Regions from separate parts of the Mus musculus genome. Here regions 1 and 3 are each linked to region 2. The links are chromatin contacts, called in public HiChIP or PLAC-seq maps. All regions are on one chromosome and are shown on one strand. The core of a region is the stretch at or near the end of the contact, and the rest is flanking DNA. Distances in the headings are between cores, read along the strand shown. Region 1 overlaps Dscaml1 (DS cell adhesion molecule like 1). Region 2 holds the start of 4833428L15Rik (RIKEN cDNA 4833428L15 gene). Region 3 overlaps Dscaml1 (DS cell adhesion molecule like 1).

What was found. HiChIP or PLAC-seq counts read pairs in DNA pulled down with a chosen protein or histone mark.
Region 1: an H3K4me3 HiChIP or PLAC-seq map of embryonic forebrain shows a contact between it and region 2, with 3 times the contacts expected there. The contact joins the enhancer-like site here to the promoter of 4833428L15Rik in region 2. A contact is called at or near these places in 5 of 39 promoter capture datasets (HPC-7-derived erythroid cells, hippocampal neurons, neural stem cells and 2 more), 6 of 484 Hi-C or Micro-C datasets (the AML12 cell line, cortical neurons, forebrain and 2 more), 10 of 115 datasets of contacts at active chromatin or transcription factors (SST interneurons, VIP interneurons, astrocytes and 7 more) and 3 of 9 other capture datasets (adipose tissue, embryonic stem cells and pancreatic islet).
Region 3: a contact with region 2 is called in an H3K4me3 HiChIP or PLAC-seq map of embryonic basal ganglia, with 4 times the contacts expected there. The contact joins the enhancer-like site here to the promoter of 4833428L15Rik in region 2. A contact is called at or near these places in 6 of 39 promoter capture datasets (the C10 cell line, cranial neural crest, epiblast stem cells and 3 more), 13 of 115 datasets of contacts at active chromatin or transcription factors (VIP interneurons, embryonic basal ganglia, embryonic forebrain and 6 more) and 2 of 9 other capture datasets (liver and pancreatic islet).

What each region holds. Positions count from the first base shown.
Region 1 is chr9:45,560,470-45,563,169 of GRCm38.p6, forward strand. All of the region lies in intron 3 of Dscaml1 (DS cell adhesion molecule like 1), which reads left to right. Among named protein-coding and RNA genes, the nearest start is that of Gm22069, 73 kb to the right of the region's middle. Within about 2 kb of position 1,317, at least 16 of the 459 cell types and tissues checked have an H3K27ac peak or open chromatin away from gene starts, as enhancers often do. A contact at or near this core is called in embryonic forebrain and neural stem cells, where this site is marked.
Region 2 is chr9:45,429,750-45,432,530 of GRCm38.p6, forward strand. It overlaps 4833428L15Rik (RIKEN cDNA 4833428L15 gene), which reads right to left and starts at 1,483. Exons shown (of 5, transcript NR_040732.1): 1 at 1,396-1,483. Dscaml1 (DS cell adhesion molecule like 1) reads left to right here and starts at 604. Exons shown (of 33, transcript NM_001081270.2): 1 at 604-763. The coding sequence starts at 718.
Region 3 is chr9:45,624,854-45,627,553 of GRCm38.p6, forward strand. The region is part of intron 3 of Dscaml1 (DS cell adhesion molecule like 1); the gene reads left to right. Among named protein-coding and RNA genes, the nearest start is that of Gm22069, 8.6 kb to the right of the region's middle. Within about 2 kb of position 1,403, at least 16 of the 459 cell types and tissues checked have an H3K27ac peak or open chromatin away from gene starts, as enhancers often do. A contact at or near this core is called in embryonic basal ganglia and embryonic stem cells, where this site is marked.

The DNA.
Region 1 (2,700 bases), core at 67-2,566, 130 kb after region 2:
ATGACTTTGGGCCAGTTTCCCAGTCTATTAGAGCTTCAGTCGCCCCATAGCAGTGGGTCATGAGGCTGGGCAAAAGGCTAAGATGCTAAAGCATTTGCCTTTTAAGCATGAGGACCTGAGTTCGATCCCCATAGCTCATGTAAAGAAGAAAATGGGCAGAGAAAATGTTCTTGGGTCAATGCTGTGTGATTGTGGTCCCAGTTCCAGGGAGGTGGAGAAGGGTAGATCTCTGGGGCTTGCTGGCCAGACAGATTAGTCTAACTGGCAAATTTCAGGCCAGTGAGAGAAATTCTATCTCAGCAAAAAAGTGTAAAGAATACATGAGGACCAACAGCAAAGGCGCCTTTCCTGGCACCTACACACACTTGAATACACATACATACCCATGCACATGCACACACACAGAGTATCTTTATCATTAAGAATAAGAAAGAGAGATACCCCCTCTCCATAGCTTGAGCATGGAGGGACAAACTGCAGACTCTGATGAACCCATAACATATGCTTCAAAGACTTGAGACTTAGGTGGAATACCACTCCTAGGAGTGCTTCAAAGTGTGTCTAAAAGGAGCCTTGCTTCCATCCTTCACCAGAAAGCCAGATGGTTGTAGACGCAAGGCTTTGTTTTCAATGAGCAGGCAGCTCACGGTGGAAAGGCATTGTTCGCAAGCAGTCAGCTCACAGGGCCTCAGGGCCAGCTGGCATCCTGAGAGAAAGCCCAGCTCAACATTGTAAGGTGACACTGGCAAGCAGCCTTGGCCTGCACCCATCCTGGACTACTACATTCACGTAGTCAATGACTCGTTGACATGGGTGGAGCAGGACATCCTTGCCCAGCTGGCCAAAAAAAAGAGGCTAATGTGTCCACGAAACAGCACCCAGCACACTGCTGCCCATTGTCTCTGAATCTAAGAGTTCAAATGTGACCCTCAAGGACAGTGTCTCCCTTTGTCATCCTGCACTGTCTCTGTGTGTCCTACCAGCTTTCAAAAAGGAGATATGGACCACTGAGAGTTGCAAATAGAGTCTGAAAAGTAGGTCCCTGTATATGTAACAGGATGGGACTGTTTTGTTAATGACCTAGGATTAGTGGGTCTCTGACACGGAACATTAAATTCAACTTCGAGCTTTTTGGCAGCAAAGGCAAAATGGAAATATGACTATTACTTGGGTGTCTGACAGAAGGACTTGTGGCAGGAGAGACATGCTTTTCCCTGGTACTAAATTTTAAAGCAAGCCACATTCGTTTACTGGCAAGGGAGGTGACCCCAGTGGCAGCGGCTTTGTTTCTGTCTCCTTTTCTTACTTGGCCATCTGTCCTGCTGTTCAGGAGCCCGTAGACTGGGGGAGGTCTTTCCTGTCTGGTCACTAGCCTGACTCTTCCATCAGAGGCCCACTGGATTCTAATGTGCTTGAAGTACAAGGGAAGTCACACCCTTTTTTGAAGTCCCAAGAGTTTTCTGAGAAGGAAAGCAAATTAGTCTGGGAGAAGGATGGTTAGGAACACAGCAGAAACACTGGTGAAGCTCTGGGGATGGTTGGGCCTGGTGAGGGTGAACAGGCCGGTTGATGTGCATGTGTCTGTAATGAGCACCATACCCTGTACTGGGTGCTTGCTTGGTGCAGATGGCTTTTCCAGCTCCAGCCGCTGGTATGATGATCTCACACCAGAATTTGACACATCACCCTAGCCTTTTTAAATGTCCTCTTTTAGCACTGGGCGCGTGCCCTCTATGTCTATAACTAGCCAATGACTAGACCCATTGTCTAATGAGCTCCTGATTCTTAGGGAACCCTGGGAGATCAGAGGACCTCAGGTGGTACATGATCCCTCATGCACTAGGCTGGATGTGGTCTGAACATTGCTCTTGTGTATTTTCATGGACTCTTTGTGGCAAATTACCACACAGAATCCAGGGTCTGGGTTCAAAACTCTGCTTAACTTAGTTTTGTGTCCCAGGGAAGTTTTCTTAATTTTTCTAAGCTTCATTTTTTTTTAATTTCTAAAGGAAAATATGAGCCAGGTATAGTAGATGTGCCTGTAATTCTAGCACTTGAGAGTGAGGCGGAGGCAGGAGGATTGCTGCGAGTTTGAGGCTAGCTAGGACACAAAGTGAGAGTCTGTCTCAAAAGAAATCAGGAAATAAGGGAAGGAAAGAGGAAAGAAAAGAGAAAGAAAAGAAGAAAGGAAGGGAGGGAGGGAGGAAGGAAGGAAGGAAGGAAGGAAGGAAGGAAGGAAGGAAGGAAGGAAGGAAATCAAGAGTAAAAATTTGCATAACGAGATAAATCTAAAGGGAGTTAGATGAATGTTGTCCAGTCATCTTTGGCACTTCTATATGAATATTAGGTAAGCTACTCTTAGCACCACGCCCAGCCTCAGACTCTCTCAATGGTGGAAGTATTTTAGCCCCGTTTTTACAGTTGATAGTATTAGGGTTCAGAACTAAGTTTGTTGTCAAAGGTAACGTCATGGTTACATGGAGGGACCGGATTTAATCTGATTCCACCTTACTACAGACCCTGTGCCCTGTTTAGCACATATTATTCCCAGCGTGAAAGTTGAGGTTCCGCCCTTCCCAACAGTCACTCTGCACACTCTCAGCTCAGCGACTGTAGCATAGATTCAGACTCTGTCTCGATGGGACGAGTCGAGGCTAAGCCAACTTCAGCATCTATGACTAAAAGACCCCGGGGCTGTGC
Region 2 (2,781 bases), core at 233-2,732:
TTTTTAAGTATTAGGTTCTAGTGTATATTTGGACAGTGCTGGGGATGGGTGGTCTGAGACAGCTTCTCCAGGAAGCTGACTTGCAGAAGTGACTAAGGGTTTGGGAGCAACACGTACGATTGGGCATTGAGATATAGAGTACCAAATGTCTTCAAAGATTTTTAGCCCAGATGTTACTCAGAGCACCTATGCTCTCCCATTCGTGGAGGGAAACTGAGTCCAAAAGAAACAGCCAGCAATGGCTTTGAATGACCGGCCGGGCGAAAAACCCGTGTTCTTTTCCCCTTACATGGCAGACTCTTAGCACATGTATGACATATGCCTCTGTGCGACCATAGGCTCAAAAGCCTGCGAGTTACAGGGACCCCTCTCCTCTCTCGACCAGAGGAGCAGGATCGAGACTGTCTGGTCAGGGTCCCCACCTCTGTCCCCTAAGCTTGTGGGACTAAGTGACCCCAGGCTGGGGCTGGAGTAGCACTCACCACCCCGGGGTGTCGCGGGGGGCTGGGGCGGGGAAAGCGGCCGCCTAGCCCAGCCCCGTGGATGACAGGAGCCGGGGAGCCGAGGAGGGAGGAGCCGCCGCCGCGCGCTGGGCTGAGGAGCAGAGAGAGCGGGGCGCCGAGTGCGGGCGGCTGGGAGCGCGCTGAGCGGGGGAGAGGCGCTGCCGCACGGCCGGCCACAGGACCACCTCCCCGGAGAATAGGGCCTCTTTATGGCATGTGGCTGGTAACTTTCCTCCTGCTCCTGGACTCTTTACACAAAGGTGAGACCCGCGCTGCCGGCGGCTGGGCGGTGGAGGCGGCGGGGCTGGGATGCGCGCGGCTGGAGGCAAGGTGCGGTGCCCAGTGGGCTCCAGGTGCCCGAGTGCTGGACCCACTCGGGTGCATGGCGCTGGGTGGGCGCGAGAGCTGGGGCGGTTCCGAGAGAAGGGTCTGGTGAGAGTCAGCCTGGGACCGCTTGCCAGCCCCCCTGCGCCTGCCGTTTAGGGGCGCGCCCGTGGGGGGCGGTGGCAAAGGAACCCCTGGTTTTCCCATCGCAGCCCAGCTTTAGTTCTGCCCTGGCCCCCTCCCCCAGCCCCCAGCCCGCTCCCGCGGCTTGCTGGAGCTGGGACCCCGGGGTGCCCTGCGAGCCAGGTGGTCCTCGGACTGAGACTTCATCCGGGAGCCCTCGGTATTTGGGTCCTTGGACCTAGGGAAGATCACTCCTGCCGTAGCTTCGTGCGCCCCTCGACCGCCCTCGACCCCCGCCCTGGCGCAAATGCCGGCGCACCGCATGGCGCTTATCCGCGCCTGGCTGGGTGCAGGGCTGGGGAGCTAGGGGTCCCCAGGGGTGGGGGTTCCCTCGGACACCAAGTTTGTTCTTCAGACCCAAGAGTCGCCATCACCTATGTCTCACCCCTGTACCCCAGGCGCTGGCTCCGGCTTCTCTGCGTCTCCCTGACCACCTTAGGCAGCGCGCCCCAAGGTGCAAGACTCTCCGCTCCGGCGCTTGGCCTGCTGGACCTGGGGACAAGTGTTCAGACTGGGGGGCGTGTCCCTTTCCCGGGAGAGAAAAGGTTGCTAGGGGTGGGTCCAGGTGTCCGGCATGTCCAGACCTGCTCCCGGGGTTCCGTGCACCTGATCTGAGAGGCAGCCGGGACTGAGGGGTTGGCAAAAAGCAGGCATTTTCGATGGTTAGCAATCTGGGCACCAAATCGACACTTGGGCAGCGCGGGCAGTTGAGCTTCTAGGCTGTGGTAGAGGACGTGCCCCCGGGCGCGCAGATGGCAGGAGGGAGAGGAGGCGGCCGAACTCCGCGCCCTTGCGCTGTAGAGCACAGACGCTTCTCGGCTTTACCTGCTCAAGCCTCTAACTTTTCTCCTTCGCGCCCAGAGGGCAGCTTCTCCTTTCGCCCCCTTTGCATGGGTTGGCCTGGTCCAATAATAATTCTTGCCCCTCTAGGCAATGGAGAAGGACAGCCAAGAGCCCGGGGGAGGGGTCTAGTCCTCTGCTAATGCCTGGAGATGTACGGAGTTTGTAACCTGCCAGAGCCCAAAGCAATGCTCGGTAGATTAAAGGAGGAACCTAGCCCTTATTAGTGCTATGGCCGGGTCAGAGCCAGTCTGATGGCCTACTCAGAGCCAGTCTGATGGCCTAGTCCACTGGGATTCTGTCCAGAAGATACGGGTGCTGGGTAGCGGGTGGCCTCAAATGGTGAGCAAAGTAATGGACTTTCTCAGGCCAAGGGGGCCACCGGGTAACACACCAAGGCTAGACTTGCTTGCTTAACTCCTTGCCCCCCTGGACTCCTAATCTGACCTCTTCATCCCACCTGAGAGCAACAATCTTGCCTCCTGCTTCCAGTACACACCACACACACACACACACACACACACACACACACACACACACCACACACACCAATTTTCTTTCTTGGGGCTCTTCCTGCTTCCCTCCACCCTGGCAGGCTGGTTTGGCTCACAGCTTTAATTACGTTAATATTAAATATACATAAGGTGAGGAGCGGCTTTCTCTCTCCATAGCTCTCACTCCAACCCCCTTCCCTTTTCCATTTGTCAGGCAAGGAACACGGACCAGAGCTGTGGCCACACTCAGTTGCTTTGTCCCTAACCTTGCTCCCAGGAACAGCCCATTTCTCAGCCCTGCAGCCTCCTTCACAAATACCTGCAGGACTGCACCCACCCCCACCCAGGAGCGCTGCATTAATAAATGAAGCCCCAGTTATTTGATAGGGAAGGAGCAGATGGGGGTGGGGGTGGAGAAAGGCCCAGAAGGCCACAGG
Region 3 (2,700 bases), core at 153-2,652, 200 kb after region 2:
ATGATGGAGGGGAAGGGGAAAGGCAGAGGCGGAGGCTCTGTGACAAAAAGCCCGATGAGGAAAGACGTACTGAGGCAGGAAGGAAGAGGAGGTGACAGTAGGACCCCAGGCCACGTAGCCCCCACAAAGTTCTGTGATGGGTTGTGGTTTTTAGGTGCTGGAAACCAGTTGATCTCTGAATGGCCCAGGTTAGAGCATTCATCTCCCTTCCTCAGTGTCCCCATCTAACATGAATGGGTATATTAATGCTAACAGCAATGTCCTTGCGGTTGCAAAGGAACATCCCAGGGTAGCATAAGGAAATACAAAGCAAAAGTAACCAACCCAGTAACCCGGCAAGACTAGTTCTTTTTTTTTTTTAAGGGTGTGTCGTGATCCAAACCAGGCTGACAAGCACACACACACACACACACACACACACACACACATTCTAGGGCAGGAAGTTTACTTAGATTTTATTCTAATGTAGGTGGTACCTGTGTTTCATCCCATTGGTGGGAGCTCTCACCATCTCACAGGACTGCCAAACTCATAATCAGCACAGCGGGGAAGGATGTGAGGGGGAGTCAAGAACCAGAAACATCCAGGGTTTGGGCAGACAGGCACAAATACAAGCATGTCACCAGAGGGGCAGGTTTGCAGGATATTGGCCATGGCATGCTAGATACCTTAGATGGGGGGGGGGGAGGGGTTCATGCATTGTCTCCTACTCACAGTGTTGAGAAGGTGAAACAAGATCCTGGCCTGGGAGTACGTTGAAAACCCTCCTCAAGAGTGCTGTGCATGGTTTTGCCCCATGTCATCAGTAGAGGAAAGTTCTGTAGTTCTGCCATGTATGTCTCAACCTTAATCATTTTAAAGTCCAAAAGAAAATACCGCACAGTCTCCCAGGACAGGACCAGGCTCCTGGTGGCTAGTGATCACCAGCTCTAGTTTCCTAGGCTAACACCCACTAGAACCTACTAAGGTAAGGAAGGGCCAAGGAACTCCTGGCCACAGACACACCTCAAGGACCAAATGTCACTGCACGATCAGGTTCAGTCAACCCTAGCATAGAGGACCCTGGTACAGGGACCTGGAGACTTTTCTTCTCCCTTACAATCCTGTACTCTCCGTTGTGACTTGGCATGCCCAAGGGTCCCCCTCACTGTCCATCCAAGCATGAGCAACTCCCTCTCCCTCCCCGTCTATTTGCCCAGGCATCTTTAGGCAGGACCACTTACTTAATTTATTTATATTTATGAAACCTCCAAGTAGGTCAGTGCACTCGCATGCACATCTTAATAATTATTGATATGATAGTAGGAGAAGAGTGGGAGGCGGGGGTCACGTGGGCTGGAGGAGCTGGCTCCTCCCTCTCTCTACCAGCTAAAGTCCTCAGGGACTCTGTATGAGGCCAGTGCTTTTGTTGGTATGCTAATTGCTGAGTCTGTAGCCAAGGCTGCCTTCAGTAGCTCCAGACTCAGCACTTCTCCCAAGAAAGGGAGCACGGCTTTGTGGTTTCAAACCACACTGCATGGCCCACTCCCATTGGACTTGTAAATGGATTTGGAGACCCAAATCAACACAACACAGCAGAAGCAGAAATCAAATTAGACACTGGATCTGAGAGAAAATGGGCTGTGATTCTCACCACAAAAGGAACATGGTGTCTCTCTGCACCTGCGTCCTGAGAACCCATCCCACCCCTGTATGGTACATCGATCACCTCATACTGGTTTCCAGACTTGAGCCCCATACATTGGGAGTTTCTTCCTCTGTGAGAATGTTGTGTGCTCCTTAAGGAAAACTGGAAGCTGGGGACCAAGTATGGGTCTCTAAGTCACATATAAGAAGTGAATCCCGTAAGGTTAGAAGGAGCTCTAAAAACAAAAGCAGCGTGGAATCAACATGAATAACGAACTAAGTGTGCCCACGCTGATACCTAATCAGAGCAAACCTGGGTGCTCTGGGGTCATTTTAAAAACTGGTGTCACACCTCAGCAATTGTGTGACTTCAAGATGGTTATCAGCCACACTTGACTCATGTGTAATATGGGAAGAATAGTAGTAGCTAACTCAGAAGTGTCTCCAGAATGCGGAGATAATATATGCACACACATTTTCTACTGTGTAGATCTAACCTGCGTTCAACTCAGTGCATTCTGCTTAAACACATTATATTGAGTGAAAGGAGTCAGTCTCAAAAGGCTACCTGCTGTATAATTGCATTTATATGATGGTCTAGAAAAAGCGAAATTGTACAGACAGAAAATAGATGGGTGGTTGCCAGAAGCCGGGGCTGCGGAGAAGACACGACAAAGGGACAGGAAGGGATCTGGCAGGTGATAGAATTGTGTCCTTTGATTGTGGTGGTGGTTACCCAGCTGTATACGTATGTCAGAACTCCCAGAACTGTTCACTGAAATGGACAAATTATACTTCAACAAATCTAACTCTCTCCAAGAAAAGAGACAACACATCTCTATAAGATCTGCCGTGCATGCTATTTACCTCGCAAGCAGGTGCTATCCGGCAGTGTATACACTGGTAGCTGTTTTGGGGAGCCCCTTCTGGTCTCAAAGGGCAGAGAGCTGGCAGGTTTCTGCAAAGGGGAAAAAGGCCTCCATCAGCTATAAACGTCCTCAGAGGAGGAGGTGTGGGGCTTGGTGACCTGTGCTGGTCCCTTCCAGCTGCTGATACTCAGCGCAGGTTTTCCGA